2 separate regions of the Cyprinus carpio genome follow, and region 1 is linked to region 2. A link is a contact called in public Hi-C data. All regions are on one chromosome and are shown on one strand. The core of a region is the stretch at or near the end of the contact, and the rest is flanking DNA. Distances in the headings are between cores, read along the strand shown. Region 1 has its middle 7.5 kb from the start of LOC122146604. Region 2 holds the start of LOC109110011 (repressor of RNA polymerase III transcription MAF1 homolog).

What was found. Hi-C and Micro-C count contacts between places; a contact is called where the count stands out from the background.
Region 1: a contact with region 2 is called in a Hi-C map of red blood cells, with 2.4 times the contacts expected there. The contact joins the enhancer-like site here to the promoter of LOC109110011 in region 2. A contact is called at or near these places in 8 of 8 Hi-C or Micro-C datasets (liver, red blood cells and skeletal muscle).

The regions. Positions count from the first base shown.
Region 1 is chrA11:13,820,482-13,827,005 of ASM1834038v1, reverse strand. No RefSeq gene overlaps it. Among protein-coding and RNA genes, the nearest start is that of LOC122146604, 7.5 kb to the left of the region's middle. Within about 2 kb of position 1,580, at least 1 of the 8 cell types and tissues checked has an H3K27ac peak or open chromatin away from gene starts, as enhancers often do.
Region 2 is chrA11:13,784,940-13,791,559 of ASM1834038v1, reverse strand. LOC109110011 (repressor of RNA polymerase III transcription MAF1 homolog) reads right to left here and starts at 2,511. Exons shown (of 7, transcript XM_042766353.1): 1 at 1,777-2,511; 2 at 1,475-1,603; 3 at 1,213-1,375; 4 at 852-948; 5 at 564-705; 6 at 1-63. The coding sequence starts at 1,859. It overlaps LOC109110014 (zinc finger CCCH domain-containing protein 11A-like), which reads right to left. Exons shown (of 17, transcript XM_042766351.1): 8 at 6,541-6,620; 9 at 6,348-6,449; 10 at 6,195-6,263; 11 at 6,003-6,098; 12 at 5,395-5,910; 13 at 5,237-5,304; 14 at 4,786-5,155; 15 at 4,450-4,613; 16 at 4,214-4,353; 17 at 2,910-4,098. The coding sequence ends at 3,888.

The sequences.
Region 1 (6,524 bases), core at 331-2,830, 36 kb before region 2:
ATCAAATAATTTAATGCAAAAGGTTGTAGGTGATGTGGGTCACATGCCCACTATAAAATCCATTCAAATTCAGGATTAACAGGACAAAACCAAGATTAACAGGACACATTTAAAGGCTTTTATATATTTTATAGCATATAAAGTGCTTCAAAATCATTTTTACAAATATAACTGCCTTGGGGATTTGTCTAAAAAAAAAAAAAAACACTAGAAAGTGTCTGCTCTGCACACAGCCCTGATCCTGAGGGTCTGCTGAAGCCTTTTGTAATGAGAGGGAAATGAGAGTGATTCATTTGAAGGGGTCAGTATTGAGTTGAACTGTGGATGCTCATTTTCCCCACTGACTTCCCATGTGAACAGAGAAGCCTCAGAGCTGCTTCTTATAACACACACACACACACACACACACACACACACACACACACACATAACACACACACACACACACACACACACACACACACACACACAACAACAACAACAACAACAACAATTGAACACACACCCCTCACCACGGCCCCCACCACATCCTGCATCCTGCTAAAGCCCAACCGCTCCTGTCAGGAAGTAGCTCACTTATAAGCAAAAAAGCTCCTGTGGATGAGGGTTGAGTCTCTCTAGGGTAAAGGAGGGAGGTTATTGTGTATCTACGGAACTCAGTGGATCATCACCCTGTAATCACGATGAGTTTGTTTCCGCTGGTCTGAGATTAATGTTCTACTCTGCAGTAACAGCTACATCAGGGCTTTGACTAGCACACATGGTCTTGTGATAATAAAATGTCATTAAATAAAAATTTAATAAAAAATATATATTCTTTTTTACATGGAAAGCAAAAGAAGACGTTTCCTAGATTGTTCATAATGCAAAGTGAATGGGGACTAAGGTTTTGAGCAATAAAGTGGAATTTAAAGAACCATAAAAACAGTCTACACGATTTTGATTTTTGTCTGTCCTTAAGTTATTCACTTATTCAATATTAACCAAAAATTAATTACTTATTACTAGATCAAACTGACATAAGAACGAAACTAAACTAATAAAATAATTGTATATGCAAATTAAAATACAGATCTGCATTTATAGGACAAGTATTTATTTTAAATCACTTTAAATATTTTAAATAATTATATTAAATATTTTTAAATAAAACAAAACAAGAAAAAAATTCTACAAATATTCCAGGTGTTTCTTTGTGTTTCCTTAAAAACTTTATTATAAAATTACAGAGATCACTCAAAGGTTATTTAAAAAAAAATATATCAAGATGAACTTAATTTTGTGGCTGGGCCAATGAGTAGGTGACCTTTGTGTATAGCGGTTACTGCATAACAGGAAATACCTTCTTTGTCACTCTCTTCCTCATACAGGTGTGTACAGATGCAATTTCAACATGATGTCCCAACACAAACACTCTCCGTGTCAGGCCTGAATGTGCTGAAGTCACACTTAAACAAAAAGGCACAATAATAGGCCCATTATGTTATGTGTAGCAGTGCAGTGGCACAGGCAGAGGCGAAGAGAGAGTGGGAGGGATGGTGGAAACAAAAATGAGTGAGCGAGCATGTAAATGAGTGAGTGAGGGAGTGAGGGAGTGTGTGTGCTCTGACTGCACGCTGAGGGCCAGAGCTGTACATCCTGTGCTCTGTTCTGCTCACATTTCACATGACCTGAGAGGATGTTGAGAAATCAGCAGGCTCTGCAGAGGTACAGTATAAATACACACGTATTCACATTCACAAGATCAAAAGCACCTTTGGAATGCACATATGCAACAAAAAGAACATATGGACACATTCATCTCCACTAGCCCTTTCACACGCACATGCAAAATAAATAAATAAATTACTTAAAAATAACATCTGGACATTGCCTTGAATACACACCTTCCAATACTATTTTCCATGAGCAACAAACCTGGTGGCATTCCCAACTTAAGACATCCCATGTCACACCAGCCCTCATAAATACACATGCATTATGCTGACTCACCACATATCAAGTGGGTAATTGACATAAAATTTTAAACAGAGACGGCAGAGTCCTGTGGTATAATCTATAGTGTATACACTATATATTTAATCAACTGAAGCTAAAAATTTACTTTCAACCAAATGATTATATCACAGATTTTCATTAAAAATATCTTAATTTGTGTTTCAAAGATCAGCCAAAGTCTTATGGGTTTTGAGTGAGCTAAAAGAGCTAAAGTCTCTGTGTCCATATCTGTAGAAACAAACAAAGAAAAAAAAAGTACATGTGTCCAAGTAATGTTCATTTCACAAATGAACAGTTCAAGATAATAGAATCATACAGCTAAATTAACATTAATTAATTTTGGCCAGATGCTCATTAAAGCGATATAAAGTGATTATTGGCCAATATATCGGTGCATCTCTACTTATCTCCTTCTCCAAAGTGTCTGTTTTTCCTGTTGTGAGAGATTTTGAAAAAAAAAAAGAATTGGACTTAATTGTAGTATACACATAAATGTCTGAGATCAATACCTTAAATAACAACATTATAATTTTCATTAAATTTACGTTAGCTAAATGACAAAACAGAAAAGTTAATTATTTAAATTGGATCAGGTATAAAATGTTCTTTATTTCAAATTTTTGTGTAATTATTAGCTGTGCATGCTTAAGTAAGCATTACTATTGCGCATGCTTAAGGATCAAAACTAACCCCAACACTAAGAAAAGCATAAATCATCCTTCACCATTTATGCCACAGACATGAAAGACACTTCAAATTATGAGGAGAGATGTGTTATCATTTTTCTAAGCAAAAGGATTAGCAATTTTCCCATGGGAGGGGATAACACACACACACACACACACACACACACACACACACACACACACACACACACACACACACACACACACACACACACACACACACACACACACACACAAACTCTCTCTCTCTTTCTCTCTCTTTCTCTCTCACTCTCTTCTCTCTCTCTCTCTCACTCTCTCTCTCTCTCTCTCTCTCACTCTCTTTCTCTCTCTCACACACACACACACACATCCCATTAAGTTACACTGGAGGGTAAAAAAGTAATATATTGAAAATATTTCAGGTACTTCATGTTTTTCTTTTTTTTTAAAGAGAAAGAAAGCAGGGTGATAATATAAAAAAATCAAAGGTTGTTTAAAAATATCAAAATTAACTTGCACAAAATGTTCCATTATGTGCATTCCATAATCATGTTTAGAAATTAGTATTTTAAAAGAAACAACCCATTATAACAGATTAGATTTCATTACCTGCAGCTCTTTATAAGTGCTGTTTATGTTCTATGGAATAAACGAGAGCCTGTCTACAAAGCTGCAGTATGTGCACATTACACAATAGTGTTTGTGCATGTGGAAATTTCTCCAGCAGGCCAAGGGCTGTGTTTCGGTTGACCACAAATAGTTTGCTGATTGTTTCTCAGTGAGAGACTTAACGCTTCTGGCATGGTCCCACACTAAAGAAGGAAATACAAATCATGACCTCACTCACCAGTTATTCCCCAAATGCTATATACATTAAAGGCGAGCATATAATAATGTTGTTTTGTATCTCAAAATGACAGGATGAATGCTTTATACAGCCCTGTGACAACGAACAGGAGAATACAGTCACATTTGTTAAAACTGAAAGTTTAAAACTTAATAAATCATGCTTTATGGATTATGTCAGACAGTTGAATGAGTGCAGACAAAGGCTAGATCCACAAACACGGGAGGAACTTGGGAGCAAGAACATCAAATGAAAAGGACACAACAGCATGACAGCGACAGGGAAATGTGACTGTTGCATTGGGGCATAAAAAGGATAGGGAAGGACAGAGTCTTAGGCAATCCTGACTCAATGGGCCATGACAAAGATGGCTTTGTAAGCATGCAGGACACTCACGTATTGTGTGAACACTATGGAGGGTGCGTGTGGTCTGCAGAACTGAGGTGGTGTTCAGGTTACAGGGGACACCACAGAGAATAAAGCACCCCACCCAAACCAACTTAACCAACTCCATCTTCTTCCCAACCTGTTCCCCCCAATCGCACCCCTCCATCTTCCCCCAACCACCTCACATTTGCACATTTTCAACAATAGCTCCAGTGAAAGCCGCTCTTCGTCATTTTCTCTGTCTTTGCCAGAGGAACAAGGAAATTGAATTGTGTTTATCTCCAGAACAAACAGCAACCTAAAGATAGTCCTTCAAAGGGAACACCCTGTGAAGAACGTACTGTGTACGCTAATTGAGATAATAGCCTAATGAAGGGAACATGATGTCTTATGTGGGAGGACCATCAAGCAAAGTCAAATTAATAAATCTTGTCTTGGAAAACAGATGCCTTCCTGCAGTGGTAACAGTAGGTATATTTTACATGCACTAATATTTTGACAATCGGAATAAAGACAATTCGATTTCAGATTTTGAAAGTTATTTATATTAACCCCAAATGTACACTGTTAAAGTGATTTTTCAAAGGTCCTTGGATTACATTTTACAAGAAAATACTAATACAGTTTTTCTACTTCAAAATTTTACATTTAAAGGTTTAAATGAATGCTGACAAGAAGAAAAAATAATTGGCTGTCTATGCAGTATAAATGCATCTCTGCTACATGGCTAGAGAAAGCAGAGAAAAGGGCTGTGGCAAAAAGGTAGGACAACTTAAACACCCATAATGCACTGATTGATCGATTGACTGATTGATACTAACAATGTAACCATACTGGTTGAAAATGAGTGAATTTACTCTTTAATTCCCTTTAGTTTCTTTGTAATGAATTGTAAAATTTACTAGAAATTTCTGACTATACCAAATTTTTTTCAGTGTATTGCCATGTTCAGAAACAGAGAAATCCAAAGTGATAATGTCAGCAGAGCTACCACAAGTATATTAATAGTTTTTGCCTTGATGACTTTATTTCAAAAGAACTTTTTTTTTTTTTTTATCAAATATTTGGTACATATTCAGTCATCCACTGATCAGTTTGTAGCAGTAAATAAACATACACACTTTCATATAATGTAAAGTGCAGGTAAACATACAAACCACAGGACTGCAATTGTGTGCAAGATATTTTTGAGGTATATTTTTCATTCGGATCAAGCTCCATTGAATCAGTTGAAGGCATTTCATGAAGGCATTTCAGTCCAATTGAGTCATCAATCTGAAAATAAATGGATTATTTGGGTGCATGTAAACATAGCTAGTGATGGATAGGAAAGCACGGTGAGTTACTATCTCTGTACTGCTCCACAGATGGGTCTGTGATGAAAATATAGCAGACAGACATTACCAAATGACTCTCTTGTCTAATGATAGGTCACATGCTGAGTTGTCGCAATCCTGTCATCATATTGCCCCAGTGATTGCAGTATTATCACAAACCAAAATCATGACTGGAATGTCTTTTTTAACACAATCAAAGAAACTTTGTCAAAGAATGTAAAAATGCACTGGGAATTGCAGTTGATTTCAGTCGTTGCTTCGCAATCAGATGATAAATTTTTCAGGTCAGCTACCTTTTTATGCACTTTTCTGTGCGATGTTTACAAAGTCTCAGTGGGTGATAAATGGATTGGGTAAGTCTCCGTTGAGCTCTGGGAACTAGGAAGTCCAACACATCCATGGGGTCAAAGTTTGACGTACTACACACATTCGACCTTCTATGACACAGTGAGAGTGTAGACTGCTCAGTTCCCACTATGGGAAACACAAAGCTTCTTTATTAATAGCCTGGACCGGAATGTGTAAACACTGGCCCCTTCACACTGTGCATGAGCACACATACACGTACAAAATCCAGTCCATAAAATCATCTACATTGTGGTGCATACAGAACATTACATGATCAATACATAACAGGAATAGTTTATTTATACATAGGTAGAATTTCATCTAATTTTTAATGTGCATGTTTTGTGCTGTAAGTTTACCTCCACCTCTTAAATTTTATGATTTCCTTGACCAGTCCAACCATTTCCTGTTTTTAGCTCTTCCTCTTGCCTATAAGAGGTATTTAGATATTAGATATTTTATCATATGTTGTATTATTTAGATCTTTTTATTTGCTTAAAGGTATGCATACACACATTTTTTTTATAATAATGATATCAGGACACAATGACATCTTTACTTTTGTCCTCCCAAAAATATGTATAAAAAAATATGTACATGAAAAAAAGTCAATACTGCATTATTTTAATTTTAGTTTATATTTCTTCCACTTACTTCTTCTATATTTTTCCACCAATGAAAATAGTTTGAAAGCCAAAGCTGAATAAACTGCTGTATGTCTACTTCGTTTTCCTGAATCATAGAGGTTTATTCAAATCATTGTATTTTTAATAAATCATTATATAAAACAAATTATTATATAAATATTAATATGAATGTATTAATATATACAAATATTCAGTCAACCCATCAGCTATCCCTTAAATGTATGTGTTTGTGTGAGAAAGAATTTCAGAATCAAAGAGTAACTACATCTGTATCACCCAGTCAGTGATTAGT
Region 2 (6,620 bases), core at 1,262-3,761:
CCTTCATCCAACTCCAGATCCAGTTCAGTGCCGATGCCAGAGTCTCGTGGAGCCATGAAAAGACTAAAGGACCACAAATACAAAAAGTTGTACCTGCTGATTTTTTATAAGATATTTCATAATAACAATATTAATTATAATAATGTAAAATATATCGTATAAATAGACTTCCATTCAAAAGGTCAGTAAGATTTTTTTTTTTTTAAAGAAGCCTGTTATGTTCACTAAGGCTGCATTTATTTGATCAAAAATGCTCTAATGAAAAATTAATACTATGAAATATCACAACAATATAAAATAAGTGTTTTGTTATATATGTATGTATTTATTTTTTAATTGATGCTGAAATCTTTTTTACATTATAAACTAACATAATATACATTATAAAAATTATAAAAAGTAAAGTATAATAATACATTATAAAAAGTATTCTTCCACCCAAACATAATACGCAATCTTTAATAAAGTCATTATCTCTATCATTAAAAAAGATTGTTTTATATGTTTTTTCATCTTTATATGTTGATGCTGAATTGCTTTCTCCCTGACCTACAGATCCTCACCTGACAGAACGGCATGTAAAGAACACAATCCTCTTCAGTCTTTTGTTATAAAAGAAGTAGTTGAAGGACCACAGGTTGCCTTCTTCCCCATAAGGGTCTGAATCCAGGTCTGGATTGTAGCTGTCACAGAATGCAATCAGAACTTTTTAAAAGCATGCTTAATAAATTCAAAATCACTAGGACCAGAACTATTCAAAATCAAAAGGATTCAGCGAATTCTAGGCAGGCATTAATGTATTTTTTTTTAGAATGATTATTTATATTTTTATTTATAAGATTCAGCAAGACTGATCTCCTTGTCTAGGGCCTCCCATAACTGAGGCTGTAGGTGACTGTAGGCCTCCCCAGCAGCAGCAGACAAACTGCTGTTCACTGCATTAAACACCTGTGGAAATCATGAACCAGTTAATAAACCTGGGTTTTAAAATAGTTTAAAATAGCTTATAATAATTATTATTATATATATGTATATTTTATTTATATATCTATTCTCCAAACCACTTATCATCTGGGTCCCAGAAATTCTTATTATTAATAATAAGAATAAGTATAATTTATTTACATTTTTACCGTCAATTGCTAGTTAACATTGTGTTAAATTAGTGCATATGTTGTTTCAGAAATTGTAACCATTATATGTCAAAATTACCCAGTTAACACTGGGCTCCTTGCTGAAATCGTGGCCTCTGGTGCGACTGAAGTCGTAGTCCGGCCGGAAGGATTCATTGAGAGTGGCAATCAGGTAAAAGAGCGTCTTTCTGCTGCACTTGTCAGAAAGTGGACCCTCCCCATCATCCAAACTCTGACTCAGTCTGAAAATAAAACATATTTCAGTGAATGTGCAATGACCTGCTGGAAGATATTTGTGCTGTGTTTATGTAAGGGGGTTGATGACAGTGTCTTTGACTTACTTGTTGGGGCTGATTCCTGAGCTCTGCGGAGGAGACAGAGCCTCCAGCACGTGCGGCTGCCCTTCCTGACAAAACTGCTTAAACATTTGTTTGTCATCACCGGCCATCTTACAGGAGTAGCTCTCAATACTACAGAAACATCACAACAGTGTCAGTAGTCACATTGAGAAAAACAAACAAAAACACTGCACATAACACCAGAACAGTGTGAATAACACGTTCTTTCCTCTTTATGTGATCTGATAGTGTTCAGATATGAATGTCTTAATTTTATCTTATGAAAACAAGCACTGAGCACTTACCGTCCAATTATCTTACAGTCTCCTGTTTCAATTGTGAGCAGACTGTTTATGGCCTCAAAACTTGAGTTTTCCAGGAGCTTCATGGTTTATTCAACTATATTATATATTTATTGACAGAACTGCAATGACTCTTTACCGGCCCTAGATGTCAGTCTCTTTGATAAACAACCATCGGCCAGTTATTCTGCCGTTACACCAAACCAAAACAATGTTTATAGCGCGTTAGTTTGGAGAATAAACGGCACAAACAGAAAATTATCAATAATAAACAACTAGCCAATACTGGGTTATAACCGAATAACCACTAACCTCGATGTCTCCTACAGAAGCCCCTTTAAAAATCTATCAATTTCGACAACAAACGGCTCTCTATTATCTTCAAATGTAAAAATAAAAATATAAATAAATAAGCCTCCCTTGCAGATTCTTACGACCGCGTGAATAATCTTCTCCGGTTGCTTATTGCACTTCTATGTCTAATATATATCTCTTCCTTTTTACTGTGAAATTTCCAATACCTGCCATTAAACAAGCTAAAATTTAGAGGGAAATTATGCATCCCAGCTATTGAATCAGAACTTGAGGAGAACTCCAAGGCTTATAAAAGCCTTAATCCTCGGTTTATGGTTGTCTATTTGTGTGGAAGAATGACAACAGCAGAAGACGAGCGTTTGTGTAGCAGTTTTCAGTCGCGATAATACGCAGTTGTCTTTTTCCTGTTTTTTTTTTCGGTCAGGATGTCAGTGATGCAGGTGTTACATGTTTACTGCCACCTGCTGGCTTGGGGTTTAATAGCGCTTCTCTTTTTCTAAAAATTGAAGAAATACATAATTATACATTTCGAGGCTTCCAATGACAAACCAACCAAACCAAAACCAAGGTAAAATAAAGTATTAATACAGACTATTACTATACTTTTGTATTTCTAAATTTTGGAGTATTGTGAAGCATACAAAGGCTTTTTGTACTGTTCTCATATTGTGGAAATAAATAAACCTGGGGAAAAAAAGTTAATATATTTAAACACACAAAATAAAACATTAAAATATATTATGCGGTCTGAAACACAAAAAAATTTAAAACTACAATGCATAGCAAAGCTTGGTTAACCATGTTAAAAACTGAAACTAGTATTTTCTCATAAAGACTTTTTATTTACATAGATGATTTTGAAGAGGTGCAACTCAAGTGCAGGCAGCGTCGCAGCACAAATAACGCTCACGTTACATACCCTCAATGCATGATGTCACTGAGTTAAGGTGAGTAAAAACAAAGATGAGGAGACATGGGTGTGCAGGACATTTCCAAAGAAAACACAAAAGATACAGGTAAGCAAAGCTGAAGTATTTCCCTGAGAGCACTGCTTCATATTTATGCATTCAGAAGTCTGAGAAGGAACTTCCCTGCTAAAATTATGTGATATTAATTTCTCAAGCTGAAAAGGTGTAGATGGTCCTCAAGGGAATTTCTTTTAGCATGAAATTTGTGACAGAAATTATGAAGAAATGAAAAAGGAAACCATGCCCTTCAGCTATCTGCCAGAACGTTAAACCATAATACCATAAAAAAAATTTGTCGATACTAAATCAAAGGTGAGCGAAATGACCTTTTCAAACAATGTTGATAATGACGGCCAAAGAACATTTAATGGATCATAAATACACATGACTCAAAATGAAGACTAAGTAAGGTGTGGCCTTGATGTGCCGCTCTAATAAAAATAATTTTTTCAGCATACACAGTACACAACTGAAAACTTCCTGTCTCTGTAACACATAATGAGGGATAGTGCTATAACACAACTTCCAACACAATCATTATACCTGAGGCTGTCTTATAATGGCTTGTTAATACCTGCAACAGCCAAATAAGATTTTTCCCTTTTTTTGACAGTTTTAAGAAGTCAACTAAAATAAAACTATTTGAGAAAGAAATCATATTAACATCAACAAGAAAAAAAAAAAAAAGTAAAAAGGAACATTAAAACAGATTTATTAGAGTTTGAAAATATAAGTCTTAATTTAAAATGCAGTGGGTTAAATGATGTCACAGTCCTTTCAAATTCAAAGTGGCAGTGTTTTTGTAAAGTAAAGGGATGACGTCGCTCTTGTCTAACTGTCAATCATCTCTGAGAGTTCTAAAAGAAGGTCGTCCTCTCCTTTGCCCGAATCCAATTCCAAGTCATCCTCAAGCCGGTCATCAGTAAATTCACCTAACAGTTCTTCAAAGTCATCCACTGATGAACTGGTAACAGCAGGAGCACGGCCAGAAGTGGTGCTGGACCGCCGAGAGCGCTGCATGCTTGGTGTTTTGATCACAGGGCTACAAAGGAACATAACAGAAGAGAAAATAAAAATCCCAAAAAGTAATTGTGTGTGTGTGTGTGTATTAAAAGTATAAGTATTAAGTCTGAAATACATAAGAAGATTTCCCATACCTTTGGGGGACCGCATCAATTTCAGGTGATGTAGTACTGGCTGGCTCAACGCAGCTCAGAGGCACCATTTGAATATCCTCTGTGTTGGAAGGCACCCGCTGAGTGTCGGACTGAACATCTTGAGAGGCAGGTGACGCCACCTGAAAGAGTATTTTTACAATACAATGACACCAGACTTGGCTAAAAAAAAAGAAATTACATTTACTTTAGAAATAATTAACTACATTAACTCTCACCTTAAGACGCTTGTTGGGAATAACCAGTGAGGAAGGTGTATGACAGACAGTGTTAAGAGGTTTCACTTCAGCAACAGCAGAATGAGTTTTTGCAGCTTTCCTCTTTTGGGTGGGCTGGGCTGCCAGCTTCACTACTGACGGCTTCACATTCACCTTGGGCTTCACTGAAATGCAGAGAAAAACAGCAAATTGAGTAGAACATTTGGAAGAGAGTTCATTTTAGTTTATAAATACATGAATTTCAGATTATATTTTATTAGTACTGCTGTAAACATTACTGGCATTTGATAATTAATTTCATTTTGTCATCACCATCAATTCATGTTAAATTCATACCCTTGGCCTCTGTTTGAATAGTTCCCTCAGCCAGCTGGATAGGTATCACAGGAGAGCTTGAGGGCTTTGGTGTGTTTGTCGATGGAGACCTGTCTCCAGAGTGCTCTGGGGAGCTTTTCTGGGGCACTACAGCAGCAGGGAGTGGAGAGCTCTTGTGTTTGAGGGCGATCCGCTGTCTCACTGTGGTTTGGGGCTGGCTAGAGGGTTCAGAGGCTGGCGGTGAGGCTGCAGGTGCAGACAGTCCTGCATCCTTCTGGGTGGTGGAGGTGACTTGCTCCTCTTGTAGCTTGCGGAGTCTCTTCTCTCGCATGATCTCCTCAAATGTTTTCACTTTAACAGTCTCACTGGAGGGTTTGCCTTTTCCATTTGTCTGCGAGTTAAACAGTGCAAACAATAATGAATTAATCCAGAAACAATAATATTCTCTTAGGCCTGTTGTTTTGTGTCTTACCTCTGCAGGAGGTTCTAGTTTCTTATCAGGCGCATCTGGTTTCGTCTGACCCACAGTGTATGCAGTTGCTGGAAAGAATTGACAGCTATGTGAACACACTTCTTTTCACATATGTGGCCATTTTTTAGACTAGAAAAACATGAATGTGTCTGACTTACGAGAGCTTTTATTAATGCGTAGAATGCGCTTCTTTGGAGGCCCACTTGCCTCAGCTTCAGTGGAGGTTTGGGTTTTATCGTCTGTGGGCTCTTGAAGCTGTGCCTGCATCCGGGCTGTCTTTTCCCTGCGTATCTCCTCCAGCGTTTTTACTCGTACCTCCCCAACTGTCACAGGAGCCTTGACTGCAGCTCCGGTAGTGGAAGGTCCTTCATTCCTTTCTGGGCTTTTGGCTGTTGTATTCACTTCCTGGCCTTTTTTCTCTTGATTTTTTTTCTTTTCGTGCAGGATTTCAGAAAAGGTCTTAACCTGAAGTCCGCCAGCGGGTCTGACACTTTTTTTGGATGGGCTCAGCTCCTTTGCCGGCACAACTTTACTCGTGTTGAGGTTTCTGGCTGCCTTCTCTTGCCGTATCTCCTCCAGAGTTTTTATATGAATATCTCCAGATGATTTCGGCTCGCTGTCAGTGCTAGGTGGCGCGCCAGTCAATCCAAGTCTTTCACGCACTGGTTTCTGAGCTGAAAATAGTTAGTAACAAATTATTTTAGATTAGATTTTAAACACCTACACAACCACAGCTGGCACTGTGATTAGCAAACTAATCTCTCACCTTTCTGTGGTAGCACGTCTGTGGAAGATTCAACAACTCTACCAAGACGTTCAGCAAGGCGTCGTTTCAATGGTAGGTCTTCCTCCACAGAAGCATCTAAATTAAATATCATCTGTCAGTTTTTATAAAAAGGGACCACAGATACATAAATGTACACCCACAATGTGAAGCAAACCGTTTCCATAAACTTACCTCTTTTCAAAATTCTTTCCCCAAGTCTGTCTGTAATTTTTCTTCTTCCAATGTCATTAACAGATGAATCTGCAACCGATTTTAAAAGGGTTTTTAAATTATTAAATGGTTCAATACTGCAAAAACCAAAGTTCAACCTTATGGACAGCTTACCGATGCTGGCATTGTTAACTTCCAGACGTGAGAGAGATTGAATGTTTTCCTTTTCAATAGCAGTTCCTTTGTTTTGGGCTGAGCTTTGCATGGTGGACTGCCCTGCAAACAAACGAAAGAAGGGAATATTAAAACAATCCTTCAGATGACTTCACAGATTACCCAAAAGAAATAGTGCTGAGGGTTCATTTACCAGATTTCTTTAGACTGGCCATGAGTGCTTTCCTCAGTCTGATCTCCTCTAGTGTCTGGATACCAAAGTTCAGCGAATCA